Regions from separate parts of the Mus musculus genome. Here region 2 is linked to region 1. A link is a contact called in public Hi-C data. All regions are on one chromosome and are shown on one strand. Each heading gives the region's core, a stretch centred on a gene start, on an enhancer-like site or on the middle of the called end of the contact. The rest is flanking DNA. Distances are from core to core; before and after follow the strand shown. Region 1 overlaps Gm15270 (predicted gene 15270). Region 2 overlaps Gm15270 (predicted gene 15270).

Region 1 (6,543 bases), core at 1,262-3,761:
AAACATGCCATTGTCTATCAAAACTTGACAAATAGATAATCATATGTACATATATATGCATATATATTGAAATAGATTCATCAGTTTGAATGCAATTCCAAAATTCCATGAAGCTTTCTCTTCTACAGGATGGCCAGAATTGCTTAACATGCAATTTCATAGCTGTTCAGGTGTCTCTTTCATGGTTTTTGTTTGTTTGGTTAGTTTTTGTTTGTTTTGAGAAAGGGTTTCTCTATGTAGTCCTGGCTGTTCTGAAACTTGGTTTGTAGACCAGGATGACCTCAAGTTCTCAGAGATCCACCTGCATTTGCCTCCTGTGTGCTGGGATTAATGGTGTGTGCCAGCAACCCCGCCCCCAGCTTTGTTCATGGTTTATAAGGAAAGATACATTGAATATTGGCCTTGTTATGTGAGTAAGCACTTCATTTGAACAACTACAAGTAAAAGAACATTGAGCATTAAAGGCTCATGATAGAGGGGGCCTAGCAAAGGAGACCATACCTGTTTGAATTAAAATACCACTCACCAATTGGGTTAACTAATTAATTAGTAAATTATCAACTGGATTAATTAATTACTAGTTAAATTATCAACTGGATTAATTCACTTACTAAGTGAATTAATTAATAATTATCTGTGAGATTAATTTTAATTGATATTTTTATGATATTGTTGTGGGGTATTCGCCAGGGAAAAGTGCTTGGACATAGGTTTAAGCCAATAGACAGTCTTTATTAGTCAGTAGGCAACCACACTGGATGCTCAGGATCCCAGTGTAGCCATGAGCCTTTTTCAGGGTGAGCTTTTAAGCATAGAAAACATGTTCTGGCAGACATACTTCAGTTAACAAGAACAGTTAGCTAGAGCAGAACTGCAGAAACCAGAAATCAAGATTAGTACCTTTTGAGCCTTTCCCAGAACTATGGACTTGGATGAATTGGGCCTTTGTTTTAGTTTTGGCAGGTGGTACTGCTTACGTGCAGAGTTTTACAGCCTGAATGGTACTTTGTCACAGTGTCAGTACGGTCTCAGGGCCTACTGAGATCTGGCTTTATTAATATATCTGGTATTTTCTTTGTAAAATGGGCTAGTTTTGATAAGGACTTCTTTCTTCCTTTCTCCACCCCCTCTTTTCTTGTTTGTTATGTTTGCTATAAGACTACAAATCACATTCTTGTCAGTGTTGTCAGCATCACCTCTCCATTTGGAAGATGTCCGAATCTGCAAGTTTTATGGGTTGCTTGCATTTCTTTTCATCTTCAAAGCTGCCTAGATGATCCCCTCCCCACTTGTGTCTTAGGAAGATGAGTCTGCACATTGACTGTAAAAGTACAAAGCCCCTCCCCTGCTTTCTGCATTCATCTCCTGAACTTTCACATTCTCCAAACTATTTGTGTGTGAGCATCTGCGATCCTGTGATATGTCTATGCTCTGATAGGGCAGCCTAGGCATAAAACACAGCCTGCTGTCAACTCCCACTAAACAGTTCTCATTCTGATGTAGGGCAGAAGAAAAATTTCAGTGACTAAACAAAACATTAAAATTTACCAAAAAAGGACAGCTTCAACCCTAAAATTTGTGAATGAAGTAGATGTCACTGCAGATTGGAAGGGATGGAAGAAAGAATGAGAAATGTAGGTTAGAGCCACTCAGACTAGCTGAACACCAGCAGCTGGGTTCTTCTGCCAGAAGAACAGGCAGAAGAAACCACACAGACCTTTCCTGCACATGATCTCTAAACTCACCCCAAAGGCCTCTGGCATCCCATTTTTGGTTGAGAAAAGGACATTTTTGTTCAGTTCAGATGCTCAGTTTCACAGGAAACTCAGAACTCGGGGGAGCAAATCTGCCATTCGGACCTCAGGATTTTACAACTTCATGATCAAGCTTTCAAAGATTCATTAAGCAGAAGAAAAATTGTTTCTAATATAAACCATGTGTATGTGTGTATGTGTGTGTCTCTCTGTGTATGTCTATGTGTATGTTTGTATGTCTATGTATGTCTATATATATGTATGTGTGTGTATGTATGTCTATATACGTGTCTGTGTGTCTATATTTGTGTGTGTTTATGTGTATGTCTGTGTATGTATCTCTATGTATATGTGTGTTTACATGTTTATGCTTAATGTATAAGCAACTCACAGTAGAAGTCTACTCAGACTAGAGAGACAGGCAAAAAATTGTTTGTTGTCTATGAGGCTGTTTATGGCACAATAACAATTTTATTTGTAGCCTATAAATTGCTTGGCTTGAAGGCCTAAAATCTGTGGCAAAGGGCCATTTTATACCCAGACAAAAGATTCAGAATATTAAAAATGAAAGCAATACTGAGCCTTCACTTTCATTGGCAGTAAAAGTAGGTAATCTCACATAAATTATTCCAGATTAAGTGTGATTTAATTTTTTCTTTAGTTGTAATGTTCGGGGTATCTCTCCCCCACACCAGCTTGACCCTCCTCAGATTGTTGGCCAAATTTCTCTTGGCCCTGATTGCCAGGGCAAATAAACAGGAGATTACTCAGCAGAATGAATGGCTAAGATTGGAGGCTTGCCAGAAGCTCAGAACAAGACTTTACAAAAGTAACATCGCGTGCAGTGATAACCAACACTAGTTGATATTAACTCCTTACGTTGGCGAGGGTGTCACATGGAGACCACATGGGGCTTTGTGTGCCATAGCATCAAGTATTTACCCTATAAGCTAAAGCTGGCATGAAATACTGAGTGTGAAAAACCAGAGGTGCCCTGAGCCACTAGGACAACGGCCAGACAACATCCAATGATGACCATTGACTTCGAGGGCCAGAGGGCATCTGATCGTGGCCGTTGACTTCCACAGTTTCTCCCTTTGGCTGGAAAATTCTTAAGCTGTGCGGGGTTCTTAAGAGAAAAGTGGCTGGGTGTATCCAGAAAATTCTCAACAGCCATTGCCGAAGGACGGGCAGAGCTCATTCCAGATAGGAAGAAAATGAGGGAAATATGGGCATTTCATTACCGACCCCTCCCCCAAACCCTAATATTGAAGGTGTGATTTTTCCTTTACCTTTTTTCTGGTAGAATAGCTTGAATATAAATGGCTCATCAAGTACATTGCCCCTGTTTTTTGTTTTGTTTTGTTTTGTTTTGTCTTGTCTTGTTTTGTTTTGTTTTTTACAATATCCTATGCCTCTTCCTCTGATCTGGAATTTCCTTAAGGCTCACTTGGAACCAAAAGAGAGCTGAAGGTGTGACACTGAGATAAATATACTGAGGGGCCAGGGGTTTCTGCTGCCTCTCATGAAGTACCATTTGGAAAGTGTGGGCTACTATGAAGGGAAGACTGTTCCAGAACATCTCTGTCTCAGTGTATGGGTTTTGACCCCTGGGTACTATGAGAATAAAGAAAGAGGCAGATGGATCCAGAACCATGCAGACTTTGATTGATGGGTATGATAGTTTGAATGAGAATAGTCTCCCAGTCTCATAGGTTGACTACTTGGTCCTCAGTTGATGGAACCATTTGGGGAGGATTAGAATGTATGGTTTTGTTGTAGCATGCATATCATTTTGGGGAAAGACTATGGTGTTTCAAAAGCTCAAGCCACTTCTCAGTTATCACTCTCTGCCTCATTACAGTGCCTGTGGATCATATATAAGCTCTTAGTTTCTGTATAACACCATGCCCGCCTGCCTGTCTGCCTGCCTGCTTGCCTGCTGCAGTGATGGTCATGAGTCTCAAACTAAATGCTTTCTTTCATAAGCTGCCTTGGTCATGGTGTTCTTTTTCATAGCAATAGAAAAGTAACTAAGACAGAACTTGGTACCAGGAAGTGGGAAACTTGTGACAAACTTGAACATGCTGTTTTGTTTTGTTTTGTTTTGTTTTGTTTTGTTTTGTTTTGTTTTTTAGAAAGTAAAAGACTTTAGGACTTTAGACTGAGAAAGTTTAAACACTCTACATAGGCCTTAACAAAACAGGAGTCTGATATAGCTGTCTCCTGCAAGACTCTGCCAGTGCCTAGCAAATACAAAAGTGGATGCTCATAGTCATTCATTGGACAGAGCTTAAGGTCCCCAATGAAGGAGCTAGAGAAAGGACCCAAGGAGCTGAAGGGGTTTGCAGCCCCATAGGAGGAACATCAATATGAACTTACCAGTGTACCCAGAGCTCCTTGGGACTAAACCACCAATCAAAGAAAACATATGGTAGGACTTGTGGTTCTAGCTGCGCATATATAGCAGAGAATGGCCTACTCGGTTATCAATGGGAAGAGAGGCCCTAGGTCCTGTGAGGGTTCTAGGCTCCACTATAGGGGAATGCCAGGGCCAGGAATGGGAGTGGGTGGGCTGGGAAGGAGGGGTGGGAGAGGGATAGGGGATTTTCGGAGGGTAAACTAGGAAAGGGGATAACATTTAAAATGTAAATAAAGAAAATATCTAATAATAAAAAAAGAAACCATCCAAGTAGGTCCTTGGAAAACAGTAGTGCTGAGATCAATGTGTTCTATGGAGGTCGCAGCTCAAGAGATTTCAGACTGGACCAATATTAGCAACTTGGCTAGAGACTACATTTGTGATAATTTGGCAAAGAATGTGACTGGATCTTGCTCTAAGAATCTTTCTGAAGAAAAACTGAAAGGTTTTGGACTAATTTCATTGGCTAATCCTGACAGTGTTGTGTTATTATTCATAGTCACTCTCATTCAGGTCTGCAGTGAAAAGGAGCAAGTAGGACAAAAAGAAACACAAAATGTACAGTTTGAGGAGAAAAAGAGCACCAGGAAATTTAACACTGGGGCTAAAGCTTGTGCTGAAAGAGATAGGAAAGGTCTAGTGTGAAATGGAACCCAGGAAGTAGTGTCCCCCATGCAAGGCCACACCCAGCCAGGGTTCCAACTTATAAAAGGCAAAAGTCCTAAGGCCTTCTCTGTTCACAAAAGTAAAAATTTATGCAAATATAGTTCAAAGAGGGCGTCCTTGCTCCATCTCAAGTGAGTGGCCTAACTTAGCAGAATCAACACATGGGTTTGGCTCTAGAGTTCTGAGGAATACAAGAGTAAAGGGGTTATGGGATCTTTGTCTGGGGTTGAGAGTCACTAAGGTCAGCAGTGTTTCCAGGGAGTCCCTGCATCCCAGTGCACCAAGCTGGGAACATGAAGCTTGGATTGTGTCGGAGACCTGAAGATGTTGGAGGAGCCCTGGGATGTATGGCAGGGAGGTCTGCAGACAGGGATGGAAGGATGGAGCCCTTGACCTGAGACAGAGTTGGAGTCAGAGGATTTAGAATTTACGCTGTAGAGTTTTTCAGTTTTGGCTGCCTTCCTTGCTTTTGGGATGGTCACATGTATTCAGTGCTATTTGGAAGCATGTAATTTGCCCTTCTATTTTATAGGACATTACAATTATGACATTGCCTTGAATCTCAGAAAAGATTTTGAAATTTTATACTGGGTTCAGACTGTGAATATCTATGAGGACCACTGAAGTTGAATAATAGAAAATATATTTTCTATTATGTTATGGTCAAAAGCCTGTGGGGGGGCAGGGAATGGAATGTGGTGGTTTAAATCAGGATGGCCCCTCTTTGGCTCATAGCTTTAAATACTTGGTCCCCAGTTAGTGGAACTATTTGAGAAGGACTAGAAGACCTTGTTGAGAGAGTTGTATCACTTGGTGTGGGTTTTGAGGTTTCAAAAGTTCTGTCCATTTTCCAAGTAGCTCTGTCTACCTCATTACTGTGCTTGTGGATCAGATGTGAGCTCTCAGCTACTGTAAGCACGATGCCTGCCTGCTGCTGTGTTCCCTGGCATGATGGTCACAGACTCCAATCTTATGGAAGTGTGAGCCCAACATTAAATATTTTCTTTTATAAGTTTCCTTGGTCATGGTGTTTTGTCACAGCCATGGAGAAGTAACTAAGGCAGTGTGTGTGTGGGGGGGGGGGGGGGGACGGGACAACGACGACGACTTAATGACAGAAGCAGGGTCCCAGACATAGAAAGACCTCTAGAGCTCCATGATTTGACTCAGAAGGAATATATAGTGGTCAGGACGAAAGTGGCTTCATCTGATTCAAGTTGGTTCTATTTTATCTCATGTTAATATCAAGGCTCTCAGAAACCTTCATCAGGGTCTGGTTGTGAAGTTCTGCATCTCATTCTAACTGTTTTATTAGTTTACACAATGTAAGGTGTCTGTGCATGGAAATCTAATCCAGGATAGCTAGAGGCAGTCACAGCAATTACAACTCATGAGAGTTTCCTGTCAAGTGGAATCTACAGTGTGGAATACCATCAATTGTGTACAAGTCAAATGAAGCAGAGCTCTCCCAGCCAATCCCTGCCCTAGTTCCTAACTCATATCTGACTTTAAGATGCAGTACAATGGGTGCTTTAGGCCACTATGCTAAAGAATCATCTGTCATGGAGCAATGGCTCAATAGAGCCCTAACTTTCCATCTCCTCACTTTGAAATTTTTGATGTACTACCATTTTTATGTTTTTTCTTTCCTGATGCCACAACCTGGGTTAGCTATTCCCTGTATAAAGTGGCCTAGAGGCT
Region 2 (6,517 bases), core at 1,888-4,387, 160 kb before region 1:
TCTCGAAATCAGGGTCACGACGCCTTTGACTTTGTTCTTCTTACTCAAAGAACAAAGAAGAACAGCTTTGGCTGTTCAGAGCCTTATATGACTCCTTATCTGAACATTACAGGGATGCTGTTTGGATGAGAATAATATTGCTTTCATTATTCCCCTTTCAGCAAATGCACTATGCATACATAGACAATTACTGAAATTTCCGTGTTGATTTTGTTATTGTTCTATTATTTAACTTTTCTATTTAAAATTTAAAGCTACTGTAAAATCATCATTCGCAAAGACAGTAGAATTTTACATTAAGGAAGTAAATATTTGCCTGTCTTCTTACAATCTGAGGATGGCTGTTCTTAATATATTTGCTCCTTGTGGTAATTGTTACTATAGTATGGTTGAACAGCTTTTACTTATTCATTTAACATGTGTCTTTTCACATCTGTGAAAATCCAGTTGTCAGTTTTTACTCATCTACTTTTGTCTTTATGTCAAATGATTTTCTTATTGATTTGGCACAGAGGATACATTCATATTTTGAATTCTAATATTTTATATGCAAAGCAAGTGGCTGAGAATGATCCCTTCCTCCAGTCTCTTTTGTCACCGTATAGTTTTTTTTCCACTATAGAAACTTTATGGCTGATATAACTAGAATGACTAGTCTTCCTTTATTGCTTTTTAACATATGCCTCATGATAGGAGGTTTCTTCACCCCAAGGTTATATGTAGATTTTCCTTCTGTGATTTTATTCTCTTTAAGTTTCATAAAATTTCTGACTTGTAAGTTTTTTGTATGAAAATGTTAAGGCTACTCTAATAATTTATTTTGTTTCTATCTATCTATCTATCTATCTATCTATCTATCTATCTATCTATCTATCTATCATCTATCTATCTATCTATCTATCTATCTATCTATCTATCTATCTATCTCATAATCAGAATTCCCCCATTTTTATACTAAATAAACAAAGTCTTCCCTACATGTTGCTCCCATTTGTAATCCATCCTGTGACTTTTATATGGCCATATATGGCTCTACTTACACTCTATTTTCCAAACTACTTCTGTCTGTGGTGATGCACTATTTTCATTTCTAAGGATGTAAAGTCCATTTTCTTTTAAAATTATTGTCTAGATTTAAAATGTATTTTAACACCTTTAAATTTTAAATGTATTTTTTTATCTTTTATAGATTTTAGAATAAGCTTAACAGATATCACCTATCCTGTTGGCAACACACTGAATTCATTGATTAACAGGACGCAGTCCATGATGCTTTATCCCAAAATTTGATATCTCCATTTTTTTTTCAGTTCTTTTTGTGTGAATCATTAGTATTTTATTCTTTCATAAAGCCTTTGTTCTGTTCATAATAAGCTTCTTTATAGTTACTTTCTGTGGGAAAGAATTGAAACACACACACACACACACACACACACACACACACACACACGATATTATGAAGACCTGAGATCTTAGAGCAGCCAACTGAGAATCCTGGCTCCATCATTTAACTAGCAGAGTAACTTCAGAATGAAGTCGCTCTCTGACGATGAAACCTTTGCATTTGAAATAGAAAATGAACACATACAAAAATAAAGTTGATCAGATGACCAGTAAATGAGGTAAGATGTGTGGTGGCTTTATAGAGTTGGTCTCAGATATCCTAGGTCATTCCCAGTACCCCAGAGAACGTGAACAACAGCAGAGTAAAAACAGCAAGAAACTACTGCACTTGCCCTGTTCTCTTGCTCTTAACTGAAAACACAGCCACGATTATGTACTATATAGGTTCCCACTGCATTCAACTTTATTAGCACCAAGTGCACAGTATCTACTGCATAGTGTATATAGTTCATAATGTCTTCAGTTTCCTTAAGATGAGATACGGTGGCCTCTGGGAGGTTTGATTCACAGGATAACTCAGTCATGAGTATATCAAGTCTGTGCTCCATCAGGCCTGATATTTCCTTAACTTAAAAATAAAGAAAAAATACAAGGGTTTTATAAAATTGATTAGTTCTGGTGTCTGGGGAGGAATCTCTTTACATTAAGCCTTCTGCTTTAAAAAGCAAATGACTTCATCTAAATTTAAGTCATTCAAAATTATAAAGGACACTTTCCTTAGAAACAAGGTGCACTAGCGATACGCACAGGACACGTTACTGGTAAGGCAAGAGGCTTTACACAGAAGCCAACGAACCTGTTATCAAGGGACTTCTTTGGTTTTTGGATTTCCATAACAGAAAACCTGAAGCATCAGTTACTTGAGAAAAATTATTTCTTCTTCTTAGCTACCAACAGAGATAATGTTCAAGCTGGGTTTGGATAGCCCAAGATGATTTTTCCAGGGCAGGTCTCAGCTGGTCCTTTGTGATCTGACTGCAGAGTACATGTGTGCATATGGTATTGGGTATGTTTAACATCCTATGTCATTGTGAGCTTTTGTCTCTTTGGAGAACATGTTCATATTTCTTAGTTCAAATGTAAAGACTCTTTTAGTCTACCCCCAGGCGAACATTTATACCAGGGACCATTCTTTCTGTATATTGTCCTCCCATACATTCTGGGTAGGTCTCAGAACATAGTGTGCATATTTTAGCACAGTTAGTGAAAATAATATTGGAGTTGTTTAGGGACCTACCATTGTATAAACTTTATAAATTCAAAGTCCAGTTTTCCAAGTAGGAGTTATATTTTTGACTGTAGGGACATATTTACTTGTGTCTGCAATTTCATCATGATACATTTAATGGTGCTCATGAGATGACAGTTGAGGGATAATGAAGAAAAATAATACAATGAGTTTGCTAAATGAACTTCAGCTAAAGAAAAAATGGAGTGGAAGTATAAAAAATTATCTTTATAGTAAGACCCATTAGCTAGCACTCTTAGGGGGAAAGAGCCCATGTACTGTGTCTCTAGGGATGGCCTTTACAACTCCACAGGCAGAGAAAACTCAGTGTCTTTAAGTGTGGTAAGCTCAGGTTCTTTTACTCTCAGTGGTGGAGACAGTCTTTTGTTCCCCTGCTGTTCAGTCACATGATCTGAAGCCACCGACATGAGTATCTGTGTTCCCGTTGACTGTCGAGGTCAGCAATAGGTGCTCAGACATTGGAAGACGGGTGTATGTTTAAAGATTAACACATACTTAGGAAACTGTGAACACTAAGGCTACTCACAGAAAATGGCCGAATTTCTACAGGAGAAGTACGTGACTTTCTTTTTGACATACTCAAAATAAGGCCAAATGTGCTGCTTTAGGAAAATTAAAACAATTACTGATGACACACCACTGTCAAGGGGTGTGTGTGTGTATGTGGCTGTGCGTCCCGGTATACCCACGCACACTGCCACACATCAGTAACACGGATACCCACCAGGAAGACCTTTCTCCCTTTTAAGGGAGATATCCTTTTAAGGTTATTTCTATATTCATTTTCTTTGAGCCCAAGTTTGCAGTCCAACTGAGGAGTTTCTTTTTTCCATGTGGAGAGGACTGCGGGAGAGTGACGCAGGCAAAAAGTCGGCCGGCGGGCTGGCTGGCGGGCTGGCTGGCTGGCGGGCTGGCTGGCTGGCTGGCTGCCTCCTTGCTGCCTGCCTTCTGGGCCCGGCCTGCTGTTTATACCTGCAGAAGTGCTTTCTGTGTTTGAGTTGGCACTGCCCACTTACATGCTAGAGCCCTAGGCTGTTCATGATGTGTGTCCCAGGACTTTGAAACCCGTGAGCTGGCGGCTGGGACGAGAGAATGTCTCTCTCAGTTTTTGGGTGCACTCCATGTCTTTTCCAAGAGGTTAGATCACTGTCCATAGTCCAGGCTTGCAAGACAGAATTGAACAGTTACTGTTGGAGACATTCTGAACTTTTAAAGGCAAAAGGCATAGGGGAACTTGGAGAGAAAGCCGAGGGTCAACCGAACAGCTTGAAATTGAACATTCTATAACTGAATGTTCAATTCAAAACCTTTCATTGAATAGAAAGATTTCTCTTTGAAGAAGAGGGGAGAAATTACTTCTTGTTATGTAGAGAGGATTTCAGTGTTTAAAACCTCCCAGTTTGGGCCCAGGTTACATCAGAAAAACAGATTTGATCAAGTGACTGCAGGAAGGTTTTTGCCAGAATAGGATTTTATACAACTTTACCTGGCTATCACCTTAGTCGTTTTGTTCTCCAGCTAGATTTTTAGAAGCCTTGTCTTAAGTGTTAGAATCAGGAAACTGTTGACACCGGCACACCCAGCACGCCTTTGTTCTTTCACAACCCGTCCCTGCCCATGTCTGTCACACTGAGACACACCAATGTCTGACAACACCATCGCCTGTCTTTCCACCTGAGACTTCTCTCCCCTCATCTCTTCCTGTGAGAAATCTTGGCTCATGGGAGAATTTTTTTTCTTGATTTATATCATTTTAAATGCTGCTTAAATGTATTCACTTTGTCTCTGTCTTTCTGTTTAAAAATGAACATGATACAGATACGTAAAAGATATCATACCTGAGAAACTGACACATATTTAAGGTATTTTATAACGAAGCATGATACCATCTCCATTAAAGAGTAATAAGTATATTGGGATACTGAGTTGAAAGCCAGAGACGACTGATTTCCAAGTTCATAGCAACCTTGTTTAGAGGAAAACACAGTAAAGCCCTTGTCATATCCTCCCCTTTGCACCACCAGTGAAGTACAAAGACTGTGTTCTTATAAATATGTTAAGAATTTCGTCTGTAATGTTTGTCTATGAAGGACATAAAAATACCTTTGAGTGGGGTAAGTGCCAACTTTCAAACCAAGGGGAAGGAATCTGTGCCTGGGGTCTCAGTGAGGAAAGACTGTGGAAGAACAAACAGGCTCTCCTTCACGCTCAGGCCAGCAGCTTATTCCTGGATCAGTCTCAGTGGTCTCCCATACAACGATGTCCTCTGGGGATCCGGTCCCCTAACTCCCTACCCCCTAACTCCTGCACCCCCTCCCACCAGCCTAACTCATGCATCTGTCTGAGAAAGCCTAAAGATACATACATTGAATCTTTCAGAGACAGCTGGATGTTTTATCAGCTCTAATGGACTGTAGTCATCCCGGCATCTGGGGCAGCTTTGTATGTCCTTCAAGAGGTTTATTGATGCAATGTGTATCCCCTGGTTCTCCTCAGGAAAAAAAATGTTTATAACTGTGGGCGTATTCAGATGGCAGGGAAAGGCTTGCGTTCATGGAAGTGACATTGAGAGAGAGGCATGGTTGTCAAGGTATGCAGTAAAGGCATGCTCTCTGCCATCCGGTGCCTCATGAAGAAACAGTATCTAAAGCAACAGATTAGCACCTTTGAGGCCAGAGTTCCCCAGCATTTTGAGACTTGTAGGATGGGGAGAGGAAACATGAAATAATACTGAAATAAAGGTGTTTTATCGTTGTTTCTGTTCTCACAGCTTAAAGAGGAGATTGGTGGGTAGAACATGGGGAGGACTTAAGGCTTTATATGCGGGGCCGCAATAGAAGTTTAATTGAGGTCTTCTTGTGCACTGTAAACAAAATGCTTCCTTTTAAAGGTTCATTCCTGAGACATACATGGCTAAAGGTCCTCAATGCTTCCAAAGGACTGAGCAGGGCTGAAGAGGCAGTTTCAATGGATTGAGTTTCTTGGAATTTGTAATGTCCTGGGGATGCCATTATTTTGTTTGTTTGTTTGTTTGTTTGTTCTTTTCCTTTTCTGTATTGTATCCCCTTAACTCTATCCCTGGCATGGTAAGGCGGTTCCAAGGAGGCATTGCTGATGCTGGCAAGGGTTTCCTCATTGGCTCCTCTCCAAGTGTAGAAAAAGCTCAGGTGACAGTTTCTAGCTCTTGCAGCCAGCTACAGTTGGATTGTGAGCTCGGTAGCAAGTATAGAAGGGTATTATGCCTTTCAGAGAACTTGGCATGTTCTTGACACTTATTACCTGACCTGGTGGAGGAAGGCTTTTTCCATGGTTGCAGAATACAGCTTTGAAATTTAGAGATGTCCTCAGATTAAAAGAAGAACATGGTTTCTGGTAACCGACTGTTCTTTGTGTGGTGTTAGTGGAGAAGCTGAGCTACTCCCCATCGCAAGGGAATTTTGGATGTGAGAGGCTCCAAAGGTTGCTCTTCCTAGCTGTTGTCTTCTGGATTTTTTTTTTTTTTTTAGGTTTTATGGAGACGTCATAAAGTTGGTTTTTGAACCTAAATGAACACGTTTGGTTAGACTGAAATGGTGAAGGCAGTTTTAACACGCAATGCTGAGGATAACCAGGAGGATCAGAGTGGGAGCACCCACGTCTATAATTTGATCTCAGTGTAAGTGGTCTGTAGGCCGAATAACAAGGATACAAAGATGGTCCCCTGATGGTCTCTGATACGGCCCAGAACAGGTCAACTGAAGGATCACTGCAGCTCCCAGAAACCTATGGGCACCTTTTCATTCCTCCTATCAATGGGATGAACCGACTCCTTCCTTCTGGATAAATCAGTTGGAAGAAGGGCCCACTTGTTCTACAGAGCCTACT

Evidence for each region. A called contact is a pair of places that touch in the nucleus more often than the background predicts.
Region 2: a contact with region 1 is called in a Hi-C map of liver, with 2.6 times the contacts expected there. The contact joins two enhancer-like sites. A contact is called at or near these places in 2 of 484 Hi-C or Micro-C datasets (liver and nephron progenitors) and 1 of 115 datasets of contacts at active chromatin or transcription factors (fibro-adipogenic progenitors).

Annotation. Positions count from the first base shown.
Region 1 is chr10:24,375,494-24,382,036 of GRCm38.p6, reverse strand. All of the region lies in intron 4 of Gm15270 (predicted gene 15270), which reads left to right. Among named protein-coding and RNA genes, the nearest start is that of Gm40615, 82 kb to the left of the region's middle. Within about 2 kb of position 2,511, at least 15 of the 459 cell types and tissues checked have an H3K27ac peak or open chromatin away from gene starts, as enhancers often do. A contact at or near this core is called in liver, where this site is marked.
Region 2 is chr10:24,532,246-24,538,762 of GRCm38.p6, reverse strand. The region is part of intron 3 of Gm15270 (predicted gene 15270); the gene reads left to right. Among named protein-coding and RNA genes, the nearest start is that of Gm36089, 18 kb to the left of the region's middle. Within about 2 kb of position 3,137, at least 20 of the 459 cell types and tissues checked have an H3K27ac peak or open chromatin away from gene starts, as enhancers often do. A contact at or near this core is called in liver, where this site is marked.